Regions from separate parts of the Sus scrofa genome. Here regions 2 and 3 are each linked to region 1. The links are chromatin contacts, called in public HiChIP or PLAC-seq and promoter capture Hi-C maps. All regions are on one chromosome and are shown on one strand. The core of a region is the stretch at or near the end of the contact, and the rest is flanking DNA. Distances in the headings are between cores, read along the strand shown. Region 1 holds the start of LOC106510546 (cytochrome P450 2S1). Region 2 holds the start of BCKDHA (branched chain keto acid dehydrogenase E1, alpha polypeptide). Region 3 holds the start of CYP2A19 (cytochrome P450 2A19).

Region 1 (2,996 bases), core at 135-2,634:
CAACTGGGGATCTGAGCCACGTCTGCAACCTACACCACAGCTCACGGCAACGCCGGATCCTTAACCCACTGAGCAAGGGCAGGGACCGAACCTGCAACCTCATGATTCCTAGTCGGATTCGTTAACCACTGCGCCACGACGGGAACTCCCTATTTTATTTTTTTAATATTACTCAATGAATTTATTACATTTGTAGTTGTACAATGATCATCACAACCCAGTTTTATAGCATTTCCATCCCAAACCCTCAGTGTATCCCCCCCACCCCCTCAAACCTGTCTCCTTTGGAAAGCATAAGTTTTTCAAAGTCTGTGAGTCAGTATCTGTTCTGCAAAGTTCATTCTGTCCTTTTTTCAGATTCCACATGTCAGTGAAAGCATTTGATGTTGGTGTCTCATTGTCTGACTGACTTCACTTAGCATGATAATTTCTAAGTCCATCCATGTTGCTAAAAATGCCAGTATTTCGTTCCTTTTAATGGCTAATATTCCATCGTGTATATGTACCACATCTTCTTGATCCACTCCTCTGTCAGTGGACATTTAGGTTGTTTCCATGTCTTGGCTATTGCAAATAGTGCTGCAATGAACCTTGGAGTACATGTGTCTTTTCAAGTCATGGCTTTCTCTGGATAGATGCCCAGGAGTGAGATTGCTGGGTCAAATGGTAGTTCTATTTTTAGTTTTCTGAGGAATCTCCATACTGTTTTCCACAGTGGTTGCGCCATTTACATTCCCACCAACAGTGTCATAGGGCTCCTTTTTCTCCACACCCTCTCCAGCACTTATTGTTTGTAGACTTTTTGATGATGGCCATTCTGGCTGGTGTAAGGTGGTACCTCAAAGAGGTTTGATTTGCATTTCTCTAATCATGACTGATGTTGAACATCTTTTCATGTGTTTCTTGGCCATCTGTACGTCTTCTTTGGAGAATTGTCTGTTTAGATCTTCTGCCCTTTTTTTTGGTGGGGGTTGTTTGTTCTTTTGGTATGGAGCAGTAGGAGGTGTTTATAAATTTTAGAGATGAATCCCTTGGTCAATTCATTTGCAAATATTTTTTCCCATTCTGTGGGTTGTCTTCTTGTTTTGTTTAGGGTTTCCTTTGCTGTGCAGAAACTTTTAAGTTTAATTAAGTCCGATCTGTTAATTTTTGTTTTTACCGTCGTGACTCTAAGAGGTGGATCTGAGAAGATGTTGCTGTCATTTACATCAGAGAGTGTTTGGCCTATGTTTTCCTCTAAGCGTTTTATAGTATCTGGTCTTATATCTAGGTCTTTAAGCCATTCTGAGTTTATTTTCGTGCATGATGTGAGGGTGTGTCCCAGTTGCATTGATTTACATGTATCTGTCCACACGCACGTACCCACCCGACAAGCACTCACACGCGAACGCACACCCTGGTAGCAGTGAGCAGGGAGGCAGGAGCTGCGGAGAGCGAGAGGGGTCACAGCCAGGCACTGGGTGTGGCCTCCTGGAGGCGGCCAAGGTCTCCAGCTTCAGGTTCCTCCCTTCTGCCCACGCCCTACCTGCGGCCCAAAAAGCTGTCTCCGCCCCCTCCAACCTGGGTGACCGGGGAGACGACCGCTGGAGCGTGTGTCCCCGACACCAGGCGGCGGCGGCAGTCTGGGGGAAAGAAATCCGGCGGCAGGGAAAGAACCCTGCCCTTAGGCCAGAGGAAAGGCTAGCTGCCCCGCCTCCGTCCGCCAGATTTCGCTTCGCCGTGGAGGGAGCCGCCCGGCACCCGCCCCCAACTGGCCCAGCCTCGTGGAGCGTCTGGGAGCCGCGGAAGCAGCAACCTGCCGAGATGGAGGCGGCAGGCACCTGGGCGCTGCTGCTGGTGCTGGTGCTGCTGCTGCTGCTGGCGCTGGCGCTGCCTGGGATCCGGACCGGAGGCCACCTGCCCCCTGGGCCCGCGCCGCTGCCGCTGCTGGGGAACCTGCTGCAGCTCCGGCCCGGGGCTCTCTACTTGGGACTCATGCGGGTGAGGGGCCGCGCCGCCGCCCTGGCCAGGAAGGAGTGGGGGCGGGTGCCAGGACCAAGAGACCCAGGGGACCCCCAGGAGAGAAAGCAGGCAGAGAGGCCCTTGGGTATCCTGGAGGATGCAGGCAAAGGGTCCCAGGGCAGAGCAGCTGTGGATGCTCCGGGGCGGGGCAGGAGTAGGGGTCCAGGGCTGAGAGGAGGAGTGGGGGGAGTCTTGGGGAGAGAGGATCCTGGGGTGGGGGCTGGGGGCTAGGAGGGGCAGAATTTTGCCTACAGAACCCTGGAGAGAGTTTGAGAGCTAGGAAGCAGGATCCAGAGTGGCAGGGGTCCCGGGTTACAGAGACCAGCAGACTCCTGGCAAGGTTGGGCGTGGAGGGGCCGGGCACCAAAGCTGAGAAAGACAGTCCTCAAGCAGAAGAGAAACTGACGCTGTGATGTGGTGGCTTGTCCCAGCGAGAGAGGGAATACAGGGGAGCCATCCTGAGGAGGGGGGAGAGTGTGTTACCCCCCCCGGGGGGGGGGAGTTGGAGGCAGAGGCTGGAGTTCCAGGAATCTATCTGCAGAGACCTAGGGGGATGTGGGGGGTGGGGCGTGGAGCTGGGTGGAGCTCAGCTGGGAGGAAGCTGGAAGTTCCTGGGACAGAGAAAGGGAAGAACATGAAAGAAGGACCGAAGCCCAATCTTTTGGGATGGGTGGGTGGGAAGAGGCCAGAGATTCCCTGTTCAAAAAGAGTCTGGGGTCTTTCAGAATGTCTCAAGGAGGGTGGCAATCTTGGAAGAAATGGGACCGTGGCTAGGTGGTATCTGCTCCAGAATTTGAAGATTTAGCACGGATTGAAAGGGATGGCTTGGAGTTCCCATTGCGGCACAGTAGTTAACAAATCCGACTAGGAACCATGAGGTTGCGGGTTCGATCCCTGGCCTCGCTTAGCATGTCAAGGATCTGGCATTGCCGTGAGTGAGCTCTGGTGTAGGTCATAAACTTGGCTCGGATCACGTGTTGCTGTGGCTCTGGCAT
Region 2 (2,996 bases), core at 365-2,864, 160 kb after region 1:
GGACACAGTTGGGGCTTGGATGTGATCCCCAGCCTGGCAACTCCGTATATATAAAACAACGAAATTCCCATTTTGGCTCAGCGGGTAAGAACCCAACTAGTATCCATGAGGCTATGGGTTCAATCCCTGGCCCCGCTCGGTGGGTTAAGGATCTGGGGTTGCCGTGAGCTGTGGTGTAGGCCGCAGATGCAGCTCAGATCTCGCATTGCTGTGGCTGCGATGTAGGCCAGCAGCTACAGCTTCATTTGAACCCCTAGCCTGGGAACCTCCATATGTTGCAAGTGCGGTCCTAAAAAGCAAAAAAAAGAAAAAAGAAAAACAAACAAAAAAAAATCAGTAGTGGTGATTTGCCAGTCTACGAGGTATTTACGCAAAAGAACAGGTTTGCCTCAACCAGGGATAGATGAATCCAGAGTGCATGTGTGGGAGGAACCTAGTCAAGGAGGACTTTTTTTACACGGTGAGATTTCCCCTATTCTGGAGTATTCGTTCTTTTTTTTTTTTTTTTTTTTTTTTGCTCTCTCAGGCCTCACATGGAAGTTCCCAGGCTAGGGATCTAATCAGAGCTACAACTGCCAGCCTACACCACAACCACAGAAACCCCAGATCCGAGCTGTGTCTGCGACCTACACCACAGCTCACAGCAACGCCGGATCCTTAACCCGCTAAGGGAGGCCAGGGATCGAACCCTCATCCTCATGGATCCTAGTCGGGTTCCTTAACTGCTGAGCCACGAAGGGAAGTCCCTGGAGTATTCGTTCTTAAGAGAAGGTCTGCCCCTCTCTCATCCTGAGGCATATTTACCAGAGTGGAGGTATCTTCACCCTTCTATTTGTCTACTGGCATATGCAGTACCATTCACTCCGGCAAGAACTGCATCAGTCCAAGAAGATATTTACCAGCTAACACAATACACTGTACCCGCCCACGAGAACAAATACGACGTGGGTAAATTCTTACCTTGCAGGAAAGAGGCAGAGCCATCGGGCCGGGACAACAAGTTTTGTTCGCAGGCAAAGTGCCGGAGAGTACAGCTGGGGCTCCGAGGGCCAGACTCTGCTCCAGACTCGGGGCGTACCTTGGTTTCAGTCTGCATCGACTCCTCCATCGCCGGGGAGCCCACGTGCAGCAGGGACTGTCGCTTCCGCCCAGAAGCGCGCGCTTGCGTACAGACTGCGTACCCAATGAGCAAGCGCCAACTTGGGTGCGGGGCCCTCCGGGATCCGCGCCCGCACGTGTCTCTGCGTTTACTAACAATCTGGTCCCTCCTACTCCCGCCTAGAGAGTCCAGGAAAGCCATTGGACAGAAGGGAAGAGAGGGCGGGCCTTGGCATGAGCTCGTCCTACCCGAGGCCCCGGGGCCCTGAAACCCTGAAGCCGAGCTCAGTTGCCCTCTGCTTTGCCTGTTAAGAGGAATAACTCCGGTGAAGCGATCGGAGTAATTTGGGGAAATCTGGATTATTTTACCCACCTATATATGTGTCCTAAAGACCGCAGGATTAGTAGCAGGTGGTTTCTTGGCAGAGCGATCCTGGTATTTGAGTCAGGCTCCTGAAGGGGCAGCCCCAGTCTCGCCAAGGAGGGGGACGCTACTCTGAGGTATTAATGGTCAAGATGGCGTTGGCGGTGGCTGTGGCGAGGGTTTGGGAGCGCAGTCAAGGCTTGGGCCAGGCTGGCCTCCTGCTTCTGCGGCGGCTTGGGGCTCGGGGTCTGGCTAGATCTGTGAGTACTGGGGAGGTACCCGAGAAGGTATAGAAATGTTAACTCCTTCTTCAGAGTGTGGCGTCCCTGTAGGGAGTACATGGAGGGCGGTTGAAGGGAGAAGGGCTGCAGAAACATCTTGTAGCGGACCCTCAAGGGAAGAAGTTTCACTTCCTTAGGAGAGGCAAAGCGGGACAGCTTCTTTGTGGACCCTCAGGGAGGAAGACAACGTGGAGAAAGTGAGGGAGGGCGTTTCTTATTAGTTGCCACCAATGCCCCGGGGAGGCCTCTTGGAGGACATGGGGGGAAAGTGTGACCTTTCTCCTCAGGGGTTGGAGAGTGAAATTGCGTTTACAAAGGAAAGATTTTCTTCTTGGGAAAGACTCCCCCTTCCAAGAAGAGAAGAGAGAGCAGATACCCCAGCACAGGCTTTTATAGTGCCTTTTTGCTTCAACTCTGGTTTTTTTTAGTTTGTTTTTTTACTTTTTATTGGGGCATCTGCAGCATATGGAAGTTCCCAGGCTAGGGGTGGAATGGGAACCGCAGCTGGGGGCCAACGCCAGATTCTTAACCCAGTGAGCGGGGCCAGGAGTGGAACCTGCATCCTCATGGACACTATGACCGGTTCCTAACCCACTGAACCACAACAGGAACTCCTGCTCTGATTTTAAAATGAATCGTGTAAAAAAGTCGTTTGATCCTGGGTCCCCTGATGCAGTACCTGGCTGTTGACCTTGTCTGTCTTGATCATTACAAAGGAGATGATTAGTAAGTATTTGTTCAGCTAATGAGGGTGGACGAGGAGGGAGAGAGGTCCAGACAGAGCACTTGTCCACATTGCTTAGGAACACGTAAGAAATGCCTCATTTCTTGTCGCAGGGTCAGCCTTCCTTTAGGTTGATGAGAGCTTTCACAGCAGAAATCTAATTGGGAGCCCCTCTTAAGGGGAAGAGAGGCAGTGGGCTGCAGAAGAGCTGTGGATTGTTTTCACATGTAAGTAGTTAAGAAGGTGTGCTCTGAAGCTAGACCATGTGGGACCAATATCCCTGATCTGCTGTTTTCTAGTTTTTTAGCTTTGGGCAAGGGACTGCTTCTCTCTGGACCTAATCCCCCCCACTCCCACCCCCGCCAGCCAGTAAAATGCTAACAACAGATTGTTGTGAAGAACACAGAAGAGTGCCAAGGACTGGATGTGCCCATGACGAGGGCAGAGTGGATTTTGGCTGCTGTTGAAAGGGGACAGAAACTGACTTTGGAGATGAGGGAAAAGGGCTGGGTTGGTGAGGAAATCTATC
Region 3 (2,996 bases), core at 202-2,701, 160 kb before region 1:
CCCAGGCCAGGAACCCCCCCCCCCCACCCCAGCCTCCCGGGGCTCCCAGGAGGTAGAAGGGCCGAGAGAGGGAGAGGGAGAAATGTTTGTAGAGCGAGGGGAGGGGGGACAGACGGGGGCGGGGAAAAAGAGACAGAGAGAGACATGCAGCTCCAAGTCGGAGACATGCCCAGAGACACAGAGACCGAGCTGCAAGAGCAGGATCGGGAGAGAGGCCAGACGGAGGCCCAGAAAACCGGGAGGGACAGACACGCCCCCAAGAGGAAGCGACGGAGGGAAGGAGGGGAGGGAGCTCTGTGGAGACGCGGAGATGCGGAGGGTCTGTGGAGATGTGAAGGACCGGACGCCTGAGCTGGAGAAGTGAGAGAAAGGGAGAGGGTCTGGGAGAAGGAGAGACTGTTACCAGGAGGTGGGGGTTTGGGGCTTTTGAGGCGGAGACTAAGGGAGGAGGGGGCGGGAGAGAAACCCGGTGAAGCACGGAGGCTGAGAAGGGCGAGAAGACACGAGGAGATAGGGGACCAGGCTTTCCAAGCAGACCTGCCAAGAGCTTCTAAGAGACCCAGAGAAGGAAGAGACGTGCAGGTGGGGGAGGCCGGGGAGATGGGGCAGAGAGAGGCGGGGAGAAATGGAGACGCAGACTCGAAGGCAAGTGCGAGACAGGCCCAGGCAGCGAAGAAGAGCAGTGGGGATGGAGAGCAGCCAGAGGACAGGTGCGGAGCAGAAGGCTGGGGCCACTGCGGCCACTGAGTCTGCCTGAGCACATCCCCGCCCCCGCCCTGCGGTCCCCCTCACCATAGCCTTTGAAGAGCCAGTCGAAAGTGGCCTGCTCGCCTCGCCCGCTGAATTCCTCAGCCTGGTCCACCAGGGCCTCCTTCACCGCGTCGTATCCACACAGCACCACTATCCGCCGGGGCCCCAGGTGGACGGTGAACACAGGGCCATAGCGCTGGCTGATCTGACGGCGGCGAGTGGGCGTGGTCAGAAGGAGCAGCCCCGCCCCCGAAGCAGCCCTGGGCCCCGGCCTCACATACTGCGGGGGAGGCGTTTCCCCACGGTTGGGACCGTCAAGGAGCTGGACATCCCAGGAAGGGGTCTTTGCTGGCTGGGACCCTGATTCTGACTCTTCAGAACGCGCCTCTGCCACGCTTCGGGTCCAGCATGGTCAGTCCCCCAGTGCAGAGCGCCAGCCAAACCGGGCAGGCCCGCACCCCCATCCCGGGCCACCCATCTCCCTGCCTTGCGACACCTTCATGAGGGAGTTGTACATCTGCTCCGTGTTCAGCTGCAGGTAGTTCCCGATGAAGGGCAGCGGGGTGGGTCCGGGGGGCAGTTTCCCCTGGAGCTTCCTCTGGCGCCAGACGGACATCAAGACCATTATGGTCAGGCAGGTCAGCAGAGCCACGAGAAGCAAGCCTGAGGCCAGCATGGTGGCACTGCGAGGGACGGTCAGTTGGTGATGGGTTGGGATGGGTGCTTTTATACCGCCTGGGAGAGAAGGGCAGACTTTGGTCCTGATTATATAACTGTCTCATTTCACCTCCCAACTACACCCCCTGTGATGCTCCCCGCCTAGCTTGGGACACAGCCAGCCAGGAAGGAGGAGGGGGACCCCAGTTCAGATTAACAGGGAGTGTGCCCTAAGATGGAATTTGTGGTCCCCCAGAAGGGGCTAGTCTTGGCTTTGGACTTTGGAGGGGGCAGTAGATAAGTTACAGAACTGAAGACTTTGGACTAGTTGTTTTGGGGTGAACCCCTGAACTTTGGATTGGGAGTCTCAGAGGGAGAACTGACTCCAAAGTTGTGGATTTTGAGGTCTCAGGAAAGAAGAATTCAAAGACCTGGATTTAAGGGTATTGGAATGAGGCAGGATGTGTGGCTGCAGATTTGGGGATCTTTCAGTGAGAACGGAGGTAGATTCAAGGGTCTTATGCCTGGGGAGGGGATTCTAGAGAATAGATTTGAGGGTGCTGCAGTGAGAAAGGACCAGAGCTGTGGATGAGGGGTTACTGGGAAGAGAGTTCAGCTGGATCAGGGCGTTAGCACCTGACCCCAGATATTGACCTGCTATTATTTTGGACACAGTGCCGCCCCTTGATCCCCGGAATTGTCATTGGAACCTCAAAGCGAGGCCAGGAGGGTGTCACAGAATTGCCCAGGTCTGGTTGGGTAAGCGGTAGAAGACCAGAGCTGCATTTCTGTCCAACCTTTGACAGAACTGGAGAAGAATAACTCATGGTCTCAGCTGGCAGAGGGACTGGCCAGGGCTTGGGGAACAGGACTAACCGCCAGCCTGATACTGAAAAATCCCAACTGTGTCAAGGATCAGAACTCACAGAGGGCCATGCTCCTTCCCTCCCCAGGTCCTTAGGGAAGCCTGCTGGGTTGATGGGACCGTTTCCATCAGCAGCAGCAGCAGCAGCATCACTGTTAGGATCAATGCTTCTCATTTGACGTGTGGGTGTGCTGAGGACAGAAGACAGAGAGTGGGCAAGGGGCACACGTGTGCCCCCTGTCTCTCCTGCTTTGCACTCGCCTTCTGGGGTCGAGTTTTCCCACCATGGAAAGGGAGCATTTGGGAAGAGAAGGTTGTATTTGAGGGGGTGTCAAGTCCCCTTTAGGGGTGATTCCCGGTTTGTCGGGGCTGCTCTTTGCAGGCAGAGGGAGCTATGTTAAGAGAGAAGTGGGTGGACTCCTGTGTCAGGAACTGAGGGGTCCCTGGGATGCTGGAAGTGGGTGCAGAAAGGAGGGGGGTGGCCCTGCTGTCCTCTCCCCACCCCATGTGCTTCCTTTAGAACGATGGTTACCCCGGGAAGCACTGCCTGTGAGGACTGAGTCTACATATGCGTGGCCTTATTGAATCCTTATGACAACAGGGCAGGTCCATCATCGGCTTCATTTTGCAGTTGAGAAGAGGAGCCTCTCTAAAGCCACTTGCTGGAGGTCACGCAGGGAGCAGGTAAGCTTAGGAGCTGGGATCTGAACCCTCTCTCCTTGTT

What was found. Promoter capture Hi-C pulls out the DNA fragments that hold promoters and counts their contacts. HiChIP or PLAC-seq counts read pairs in DNA pulled down with a chosen protein or histone mark.
Region 2: a contact with region 1 is called in an H3K27ac HiChIP or PLAC-seq map of alveolar macrophages. The contact joins the promoter of BCKDHA here to the promoter of LOC106510546 in region 1. A contact is called at or near these places in 1 of 47 Hi-C or Micro-C datasets (embryonic fibroblasts) and 1 of 2 datasets of contacts at active chromatin or transcription factors (alveolar macrophages).
Region 3: a promoter capture Hi-C map of liver shows a contact between it and region 1, with 2.7 times the contacts expected there. The contact joins the promoter of CYP2A19 here to the promoter of LOC106510546 in region 1. A contact is called at or near these places in 5 of 5 promoter capture datasets (fetal liver, fetal skeletal muscle, liver and 1 more), 28 of 47 Hi-C or Micro-C datasets (adipose tissue, alveolar macrophages, blood and 16 more) and 2 of 2 datasets of contacts at active chromatin or transcription factors (alveolar macrophages and skeletal muscle).

What each region holds. Positions count from the first base shown.
Region 1 is chr6:49,219,977-49,222,972 of Sscrofa11.1, forward strand. LOC106510546 (cytochrome P450 2S1) reads left to right here and starts at 1,385. Exons shown (of 9, transcript XM_021094414.1): 1 at 1,385-1,980. The coding sequence starts at 1,804.
Region 2 is chr6:49,380,596-49,383,591 of Sscrofa11.1, forward strand. BCKDHA (branched chain keto acid dehydrogenase E1, alpha polypeptide) reads left to right here and starts at 1,615. Exons shown (of 9, transcript NM_001123083.1): 1 at 1,615-1,722. The coding sequence starts at 1,615. It overlaps EXOSC5 (exosome component 5), which reads right to left and starts at 1,152. Exons shown (of 6, transcript NM_001244661.1): 1 at 961-1,152. The coding sequence starts at 1,108.
Region 3 is chr6:49,062,660-49,065,655 of Sscrofa11.1, forward strand. CYP2A19 (cytochrome P450 2A19) reads right to left here and starts at 1,452. Exons shown (of 9, transcript NM_214417.1): 1 at 1,247-1,452; 2 at 793-955. The coding sequence starts at 1,426. It overlaps LOC110260991 (a long non-coding RNA gene), which reads left to right. Exons shown (of 3, transcript XR_002344661.1): 1 at 1-360.